2 separate regions of the Danio rerio genome follow, and region 2 is linked to region 1. A link is a contact called in public Micro-C data. All regions are on one chromosome and are shown on one strand. The core of a region is the stretch at or near the end of the contact, and the rest is flanking DNA. Distances in the headings are between cores, read along the strand shown. Region 1 holds the start of zbtb2b (zinc finger and BTB domain containing 2b). Region 2 holds the start of foxc1b (forkhead box C1b).

Region 1 (4,641 bases), core at 1,596-4,095:
AAAGAATAACTATATTTATGAAGACATACCCCTCAAACTTAGCAGAGAGCGACTGCGGGGGCAACATTCCCTCTGCCTCCATCTTTGCAAACAGGAAGAACTCGTGAGGTGATTTTCAACAAGCTTTATTTTAGAACGGTCGATGAACAATCACAAGGTAGTATACTTGTCTAAAATACAGTGTGTCTCTCATTCACATACCGCGGGAGCACATTCAGACACAAATGTAAACATCATATTTTATATTTTATCAGTAATCATACGACAACTTTAAGCTGTCAAAACATCTCTTGATCAATGACACCACTGACCTCTAGTGGGCGTGTAAACAAAATGCCACGATGTAACAATATTATAATTGTTTTTAAATTATCACGCCAATCATAAACTAATAATTTAGTATCAGTTCAATTTGAACAATCACTGCACTGAACATTTTTTCAACACATGAATGAATCAAATAAACAAAATATGAAAAAATCCACATTAAATATTCCAAAACCACATTTCATATTTATTTCACTTGTTATTTTAGCTTAACAAAAAGCTTATGTGGGTCTCCTGTAATTGTAGATGATTTGAGCAGGTCAGTCAGTCTGGTCTTTTTGGCTGGTATTAGACAGTTTTGGGCACTTTTCTGCTTGTCAAGCTGGGTGACCAGCCGGCCAGAGCTAGACAATTAGCTTATCCAGAAAGGACCAGAGAGAACCAGCTCAGTCTGGTTTAAATTTCATTTTAAACATAGGTAAACTGGGGTAGTTCTAGACCTATTTTTATTTAGTTTATTATTTTTATTTCACCCAAACAAAAAACTATCATGTCAATAATTTAAACATATTGAACCATTTTATCCTCTGATATTGTGTGTGTAAGTCCATACACACAGAATAACAAACTAATGTTGATGAGAAAAACATTTTGAACCATTTCCCCACATTTTTAGTTTGTGTGTTTGATAGTCCTTATATATGCTTGTACATTTACTGTAATAATAGTAGCACACTAACCCTCTGATAATAAATTCATACAACTGCCCTGTAACATTTAAGGATTAAATATCTAAGTGATTGTTACTGATTTACTTTCAATGATTTAAAAGATAACTCAGGTTTGTTTAATATATCTAATCTACATGTAACTTTCAATAACAAAATGCAGATAGGCTACTATATTAGCTAAACCAACTAAATTTCATTACTCTTGTCTACAAACAGCAGCAATTCAAACTAAATCATATTTAAGGATGATAATGTGATTTTCAAACATTGGAAACAGAAAACACAGTCCCAGATGTCTTCATCGCCCCAGTAGACCACATGGCCTGAACAGCAGCTTGTTTTCCACCACCCCCCAACTTCCCTTTCCTCTTTTTTTCACAAACCCACGGCCTGAAATAGTCATCCTCATTTAGCAATCTTAAATGTCCATGCAGGCTGAAGTACTCTTTAAAAATTTCCTAATATTTTTCTCAATTCTTGTTTGAGTTTATTCACGGTATTTCCCTTGTTGTTAATTTCCTGACATCTTTAGCAGGCCTCTAGCAGCTCACATCCTGTTACTGGACACAAGTGAAGTGAAAGGGAAAATGTTTAATGTCTCTACTTGCAGTTTTAAAATTTGAGCTAAACTTAACACTTCATGTAAGAAAAAAGAACTGAACTGAAAAATATTTCCTCTTATAGCACTATTATTATTGCTGAAGTGCGGCTAATGAAAGAACCCACTCCTGGTTCAGAATGTCCTAGTGGTAACCTTTCTGATTTGGGGTAAAATATAGTAAGTGGATGGTGAAAACATGGATCAAAGATAGTCTTTCTGTGTCCGAAAAAACATTTAATCATCACCCTTATTGAGATGGTTCACTCAAAACTGAAAATTCTGTGATTATTCACTCACCCAAACCTGTTTGACTTTCTTCTGTTGATCACTAAAGATATTGTTTTCCCTACTATGGAAATAAATTGTTACAGGTTTTCAGCTTTCTTCGAAATATCTTTTTTGGATTCAACAGAAGAAACTTTGAAATTACCTGAGGGAGAGTAAATAGTAAGTGTATTTTCAGTTTTGGGTGATTCCTTTAAAACTAAACAAATTGGTGTAATAATAGTGTTATTAACAATCCTTATTTTTCATAATTTAAAATGTATGAAAAATAATAACTGTAGATAATACATAAACTATTTGAACAAATAGATTAGTTTAAATAAAATAAATCCATATTTAAAAAAATATAAGGCTACTCTTATAATCTTTGGTCAATATATTTATTTTTGTAATAATATAATATTGTCTTTTTCAGTGAAATGAAACGAGTATAAATGTTTAGCTGAAAGCTTGTTTAATGCCGATTATGAGTATGTAATAATCCTCATTAAGTACATTGCAACCGGTAGGCGTGAAATCCTCGCGCGCCTTCAAACACTACGTGTATTTCTCGTGCGCTCGTTGCTTTTGGCTCCAAAAGTGCACAGTCTGTCTGTCAACTGAAATGCAAATCGCCCTGCTGCGTGTATCTGTCTCGATACGTTATCTTCATGTGGGGGTGGGTAGCGTGACCTACGGCTATCCAACTCCACGAAAATCCGTTTATGTGTAACGTTCACCAACGATCGGCGCCCTGAACGAATGCTCAACATTCATCTCCGCCGCACCGTGAACACATGAGTACGAACGACACCCGTAACGTTCACCAGCGCACTGTTTGGCGGCTCTCAGCGCCAAAGACCGTTTGTTTTGGCATCCCAGGGAAGTGGGTTTTACAACCGCTGTTTTTAAGCCCTTTTAGACAGTCATGTGATTGTAACGTAACCCGACCGGAAAACACCGACGACCATCGCCGCCAATGCTGCGTTTGAGAGGAACAGAGCAGCTGCGAGCCCAACGGACAAGTCCTCCGGTAACAGACAGCAACTCGCCGAACTCCACACGCCCGAGCGGAGGAAAGGTACGTGTGTTTACACTTATCAACCTTTAATTTGTGCGTTGTTTGTTGATTTATTTAGTTTCGTTTATTTCTTCGGTGACCACCCCTTCCCCCAGTGCGTGTGTGTCCGTTTCACGAAGCACCGTTTATTTTCGCTTCTCGCCTCTGATGCTCGCTCTGCTCCGTTCTGCCTTGTTGTTGTTGTGAATTTTCGGCTTTATTCGCGGTACGGTCGCTGGATCGGGTGCTGGTCGAGCAGCGAGCGTCTGCGCGTGATCTTATCAGTCATCGCGTTTCAGTTTTTGACGGTTTATTTTCTATTTGCGAAGAAAAACAGATTGCGGAAGTGGTCGGTCTCTGCGGGAGATCTGTCCGTTCCACGTGTCTCCGTGGTGGGCGGAGCGAGTTTACAAACCCACAATGAGAGCGAGCTGAAGTTAGACGTGTGATAATCTGTGTATGAGGGATTGAAAAGCCTCGACACAACACCTGTAAACGGGTAATAAATGTCCTTTGATATACAAAAAGCTCACTGTTTGCACTTTTTACACACTCTATGGATGCTGAGTGGCTCGTATGCAATTAAATGTCCACCCAGTGAGATTTGTTTATGGAAAAAAAACTTAACACGGATAAAAAGTGAACATACTTCCGTGAAATAGCTGAAATTATGTTCACTTACCTGGAATATCATTTATCTACAATGATCTATTTGAAAGATGCTACTTCCTCATGGGTACTGCCATGTTGACATCACATGATACAAAGCAGCAGAGCTCATCAGTGCACTCATTATAAATTCATCCATTTATAGTATAGAATTATATATTTGTTATGTAGTATTGCTTTTTAAGAATAACATCGAGAGGTAGACATAGATAACTTAGTCACAGCAAAAAAAAAAAAAAAAAAAGTTCAACAGCAAAATTCCTGGATAAGGCTTGTTACCATTATTCTGCTGAGGAACCCCCACCAAAGAGTGAAAAGCATCATGACAAAATGACTCTTTAGTCCTTGACCACCCAATTAAGCATATACACTTTGCTAATAAATAATAGTCATACTAGTGAGACACAATGCTTTTTATTTAAATTCATATACTGAATTCATAACTTCCTTCTCTGACTATTCACTTTCTAGGGCAAAAATAGTTTGATTATGAATGGTATGTGGTTCAGTAGCTTTCATAAAACACTTAAGTATCTGGTTTAGTTTCAGTATTTGATGCCACTAATTTGGTTTGTTTAAAGCATTACAACTTTTTATTGAGGTAAAGTTTGTTTTATATTTGCACATTCCTTTTCTGACAACTTGTGACAGGCTACTATGTTGTTTACCATGGTAATTTGAATATTCACGTCATATTTGGCCCTAAAGGTTCTTTAGATTCTTTTATTTTTGACAACACAAATCTTTTTGTTGACCAAACTCTTCTCAGTTCTATGTCTAACAAAGATATTTGCTTAGTTATTAATAGTTCTCGGATCTCTTTACCTGCTTGCATAGGTTTTTGGAATAATATATTTGATGGCATAGATTGGGAACAGTTTTGGCTTCTTCAGAAAAAAATATTTGTATCTAATAAAGCTGTTGAAGTCTCGATCAAAATCATTCATAATTGCTACCCAATAAATACCAAACTAGCTAAATTCAGTAACAATATTTTCCCTAAATGCTCATTTTGTACTCAAAACGATGAAACACTAAACCATTTATTT
Region 2 (4,641 bases), core at 1,096-3,595, 310 kb after region 1:
GCATAAATAATTGTAAAAATTACAACATATAGGCTAATTAAAATGCTTTACAAGTGGCGACATGGTGGCTCAGTGGTTAGCCCTATCGCAGCAAGAAAGTCGCTGGTTCAGTTGGCATTTCTGTGTGGAGTTTCCATGTTCTTCCTGTGTTCGCAAGGGTTTCCTCCGGGTGCTCCGGTTTTCCCACAGTTCAAAGACAGGTAAATTTAATAAGCTAAATTGGCCCTAGTGTGTGTGTGTGTGTGTGTGTGTGTGTGTGTGTGTGTGTGTGTGTGTGTGTGTGTGTGAATGAGTGTGTATGGTGTTTCCCAGTAATAGGTTGCAGCTGGAAGGGCATCCTTTGCGTAAAACATGCTGGATAAGTTGGCGGTTCATTCTGCTCTAGCGACCGCTGATTAATAAAGGAACTAAGCCAAAAATAAAATAAATAAATGTTTCACAGGTGTCTAGGAAATTCAATTGGCACGTGCTATAAGAAGCTAGATCACCTAAAATTCAATGCAAGAAAATGAAATAAATATTGAAATAAATTATTTTAATTAAAATAATTAGCAAACTGTAAGTTTTAAATCGAACAGTTTCGCAATCTAATATATAACGAACCCGTATTGATTCATAACTAAAAATCAAGACGCAAATACTATAAAATTGCTCGTTGTGCATCTTGCAGTAGGCCTACCTGTATTTGGCCAAATTGAATAACCAAATGGTAATTGTGCAAAATGGACACAAGAGGGCGATCAAATACAAAAACTTAAATTCTTCAGGTGAATTTTGTCAATTCACAAGAGATGGGCTCATGTCTTACTGCTGAACTGCCCTGATTTTTTTAAATGATCTAAAATAGCAGGAATTAAACTAAGCAAATTTAGAATTGAACTTGAACTTTTCAATTCATTATTAGGCCTATTCATTATTTTTATTAATTATTTTTTTGTTTTTGTTATTGTATTTGTTTTATTATTATTATATATTTTTTAATTATTTTTATTTTACAATTATTATTATTTGTATTTGTAAATCTTTTTAACGCAAATGTACATTTAGAAGCATATAAAACACCCGAGTGATGCAGTTGTTTAGGCGGTTAAGTGTGTGATGCTTTGTGGCATTTCCCTTTTTTGTATTATTTGCTATATAAAAAAAAATACTATAATAATATATTTCACAGAATATTAAATTTATATAATTATTTCATTCCATCAAAAGACTACAAGCATACAAACTGAAAGAGTAAATAAATAAATATTTTTAAAAGGTAAACTTCAGTGATTCATTAAGTGATTATCTTTATATTTCAGTTTTGTCTTTCTATATATTATTATTACACAGCTGTTGAATATGATTGTTTTATAGCGTTTATTAAATCAGTTGATTAACCCATATAAGCTATTGATTCGGCAATTTTCTCTTTTTGGGCAAACAACGGCAATAAAATTTTTATTAAGCTGCTTACCTTACATTGGTTTGTTTTTCGTCTCATGTTTTTTATAACGTAAAAGAGCACAAATAATTTCTTTTTTTTTAATGTGCAACCCAAAAGCACATAAACGTACAATAATATTAACAATAACAGTTTATTTAATTGACCGTTCACTCTTTCATTAATACTATTAAAACGACACTTAGATCTATGCTCTTCATTTTGTCAAATGTCACAAGCGGTTCGAATTATCTGCGGAAACCTAACGCTGTATTATCTAGCGGTTTAATTTAAAGTAGCACTGAATTACAAGCACAGCACAATTAGGGTGTTTTTAAATGAATGAATGAATGAATTAATTGTTTTTTAAAGCACCAAAAAACAACACCTTGTTTAATTTACACATTTGTTCTAGGGAGATGTTACTTCTCTTCCAGGCAGCACATTTGTTTCTAGAAAAACAAACACCGCTTGCTTCACCCGCAATGCATAGTGCCAAAAGATTGAAATAAATCCTGACACCTGAATGAAAACAAGCAGCTACTCCTGCTCGCCTGACAGACTGCAACTCTGTTAAGGCATATTTAAATGTATTATAAATCGGTTGTACCTCGTGCATTTATTATTGTCCATGTGCGTTTTTTTCCCAAATTACCATTTTAAAATAAATTTTCATGACAGCGAGTTTTAGCGATTTATTTAACGTGCTATATCTTGATGATACATTTTCTCGTTTTCTGTTATTATTTCTACTTTTTCGTGTTTGCGTCTCACTTATCCTTAAGGGTAGACTATGCCCGCAGGGAAAAAGGTCTTCGGGTACAGTCTTTCCACAAACAGCTCTCGAACTCTTATTGGTCGCGAGAGGAGTTCAGGGAGGAGCACTAAGCGCAGCCAAAAGGCAGAATTGGTAATTCGGTGAAAAAGTCCCTGTGAAGTGACGGATGCGGGAAGTTCACAGGTTTTCCCTTTTCACTGACTTCTCCACACAAGACATTTGCTCCTCAATCGCCTGCACAGCGAAGAACTGAAATCCGTTTGAAAAGAAACGTTGGATGACCGTTTTGAGACAAGATACTGAAGCAAAGGGAGGAAGAGACGAACTTTGGAATGCTTTGATTTTTTTTCTTCTCAAATTGAATTAAAGCGTCTGCATAGTCTTCATTTCACTTTTTTCTGTACCGAAGAAAGGGGTACGATGCAGGCGCGCTACCCCGTGTCTAGCCAAAGCCCTTTAGGCGTTGTGCCTTATATCCCCGGAGACCAAGGCTTTTACCGGACCGCGACCGGTGGTGGATATACCGGTATGCCTGCGCCGATGAGCATGTACTCTCACGCCACGCACGAGCAGTACCCAGGCGGCATGGCTCGCGCATATGGGCCGTATGCCCCTGCACAGCAGCCCAAGGACATGGTGAAACCTCCGTATAGCTACATCGCGCTCATCACCATGGCCATCCAGAACTCATCCGACAAGAAGATTACACTGAATGGGATCTACCAGTTCATCATGGAGCGCTTTCCATTTTACCGGGACAATAAGCAAGGCTGGCAGAACAGCATAAGGCATAATCTGTCACTTAACGAGTGCTTTGTGAAGGTGCCAAGAGATGATAAGAAGCCAGGTAAAGGTAGCTACTGGACTTTAGACCCGGACTCCTATAACATGTTTGAAAACGGCAGCTTCTTGCGACGAAGGCGCCGCTTCAAGAAGAAGGACGTACTGAGGGAGAAGGAGGACCGGGACCGGCAGGGCAAGGACAACCCGGGACAGGCGTGCGAGCAAGACGCCCAGCAGCCAGTGAAGCTCCGGGATATAAAGACGGAGAACGGGGCCTGCACGCCCCCGCATGACAGCACTCCACCCCTCAGCACCGTGCCTAAAACGGAGAGCCCAGACAGGAGCGGTGGGAGTGCGTGTAGCGGGAGTCCGCAGTCGCAGACACCGCAGCAGGCCTTCAGCATGGATACAATCATGACAGGACTTCGAGGGTCCCCGCAGCATGCGGCAGAGCTGCCTGCCTCTCGCGCAGCTCTGCCGGGCTCGGTCTCTCTGACCTACTCGCCAACCCCTCAGCCCGCCCATTACAGTCCTCCATGCGGCCAGCCGGCCACCTATCACTGCAACATGCAAGCGACGAGCCTGTACACAGGGGACCGCGGCCACGGGGACGACACTTTACCGGAATACACAAACACAACAAACGCCTCCTCTATCTCGCACCCCCACCAAAGCTCGAGCCAGGAGAGCCAGCACTTGCAGCAGAACCGACTCGCACCCTGGTACCTCAATCAGTCCGGAGAGCTGGGACACCTGAGCGCGAGCTATCCCGGCCAGCAGCAGAACTTTCACGCGGTGCGCGAGATGTTCGAGACGCAGCGGATTGCTCTGAACAGCTCTCCGGTGACCGGAAGCAATAGCTGTCAAATGGCTTTCCCGTCCAGTCAGCCACTCTATCGGGCTTCCGGAGCCTTTGTATACGACTGCAGCAAGTTCTGACCCAAAGTTTTATGATTTTCTAAATTGTTTAATATATATATATATTCGTATTATTTTCCAAGTGTTTGTAATTTAAGTTCAGTCCGTGAACTTGGGCTGATGTGCGAGTTTGTGTTGGTAAGTAGGTTAATTCCGCTGCACATAAACATTCTCTCCCTGCTCGTCCATCAAGGTGTAGCCTAGATGAAAAGAAAATGTGTTAATTTATTTCATGCAAGAGCAGATGGACCAACTTTGGAAAGATATGTCTTAAGTATTTATAATCAATTCAGTATAGAAAGGTAACGAGTGTACAACTGAGTTACAGTTTTTCTTATACTTTTTGAAAATATCTAAAGTTACTATTTGTTTAATAAATTGTCGCTTTGTTGAAGTTAAACTCTCGAGTGATTTATCGATTTGTAATGCCTGTTGAATCCATTATTTATTTGAATCATGCCAAGGCTTGTTATTGATTAGCGGCCACAAAAAGCACGGGATATTTTTAAACGGTGTTTAAACTTAGGCCTAGTTAGCAAATGTTTGTCAGTTTTTGTATTTTCCTAATAATAATATCCAGCTCTCAATAAGACATTCTTTGGACAGGGGGTGGGGTGGGGGTCAAAGGTTTGAAAACATCTGGAAATTATTTTTTCACTTACGCGTGCATAGAATGCTTACATTATTAGTACACACTGCATTTGTTTAAAGACCGAAATATGTAAAAATAATGTAGCTA

Evidence for each region. A called contact is a pair of places that touch in the nucleus more often than the background predicts.
Region 2: a contact with region 1 is called in a Micro-C map of caudal fin, with 4 times the contacts expected there. The contact joins the promoter of foxc1b here to the promoter of zbtb2b in region 1. A contact is called at or near these places in 2 of 18 Hi-C or Micro-C datasets (caudal fin and hematopoietic stem cells).

The regions. Positions count from the first base shown.
Region 1 is chr20:29,106,391-29,111,031 of GRCz12tu, forward strand. zbtb2b (zinc finger and BTB domain containing 2b) reads left to right here and starts at 2,846. Exons shown (of 3, transcript NM_213415.2): 1 at 2,846-2,944. It overlaps armt1 (acidic residue methyltransferase 1), which reads right to left and starts at 103. Exons shown (of 5, transcript NM_001014331.2): 1 at 30-103. The coding sequence starts at 82.
Region 2 is chr20:29,416,036-29,420,676 of GRCz12tu, forward strand. foxc1b (forkhead box C1b) reads left to right here and starts at 2,346. Exons shown (of 1, transcript NM_131729.2): 1 at 2,346-4,296. The coding sequence starts at 2,622. The coding sequence ends at 3,923. All of the region lies in intron 2 of LOC137488655 (a long non-coding RNA gene), which reads right to left.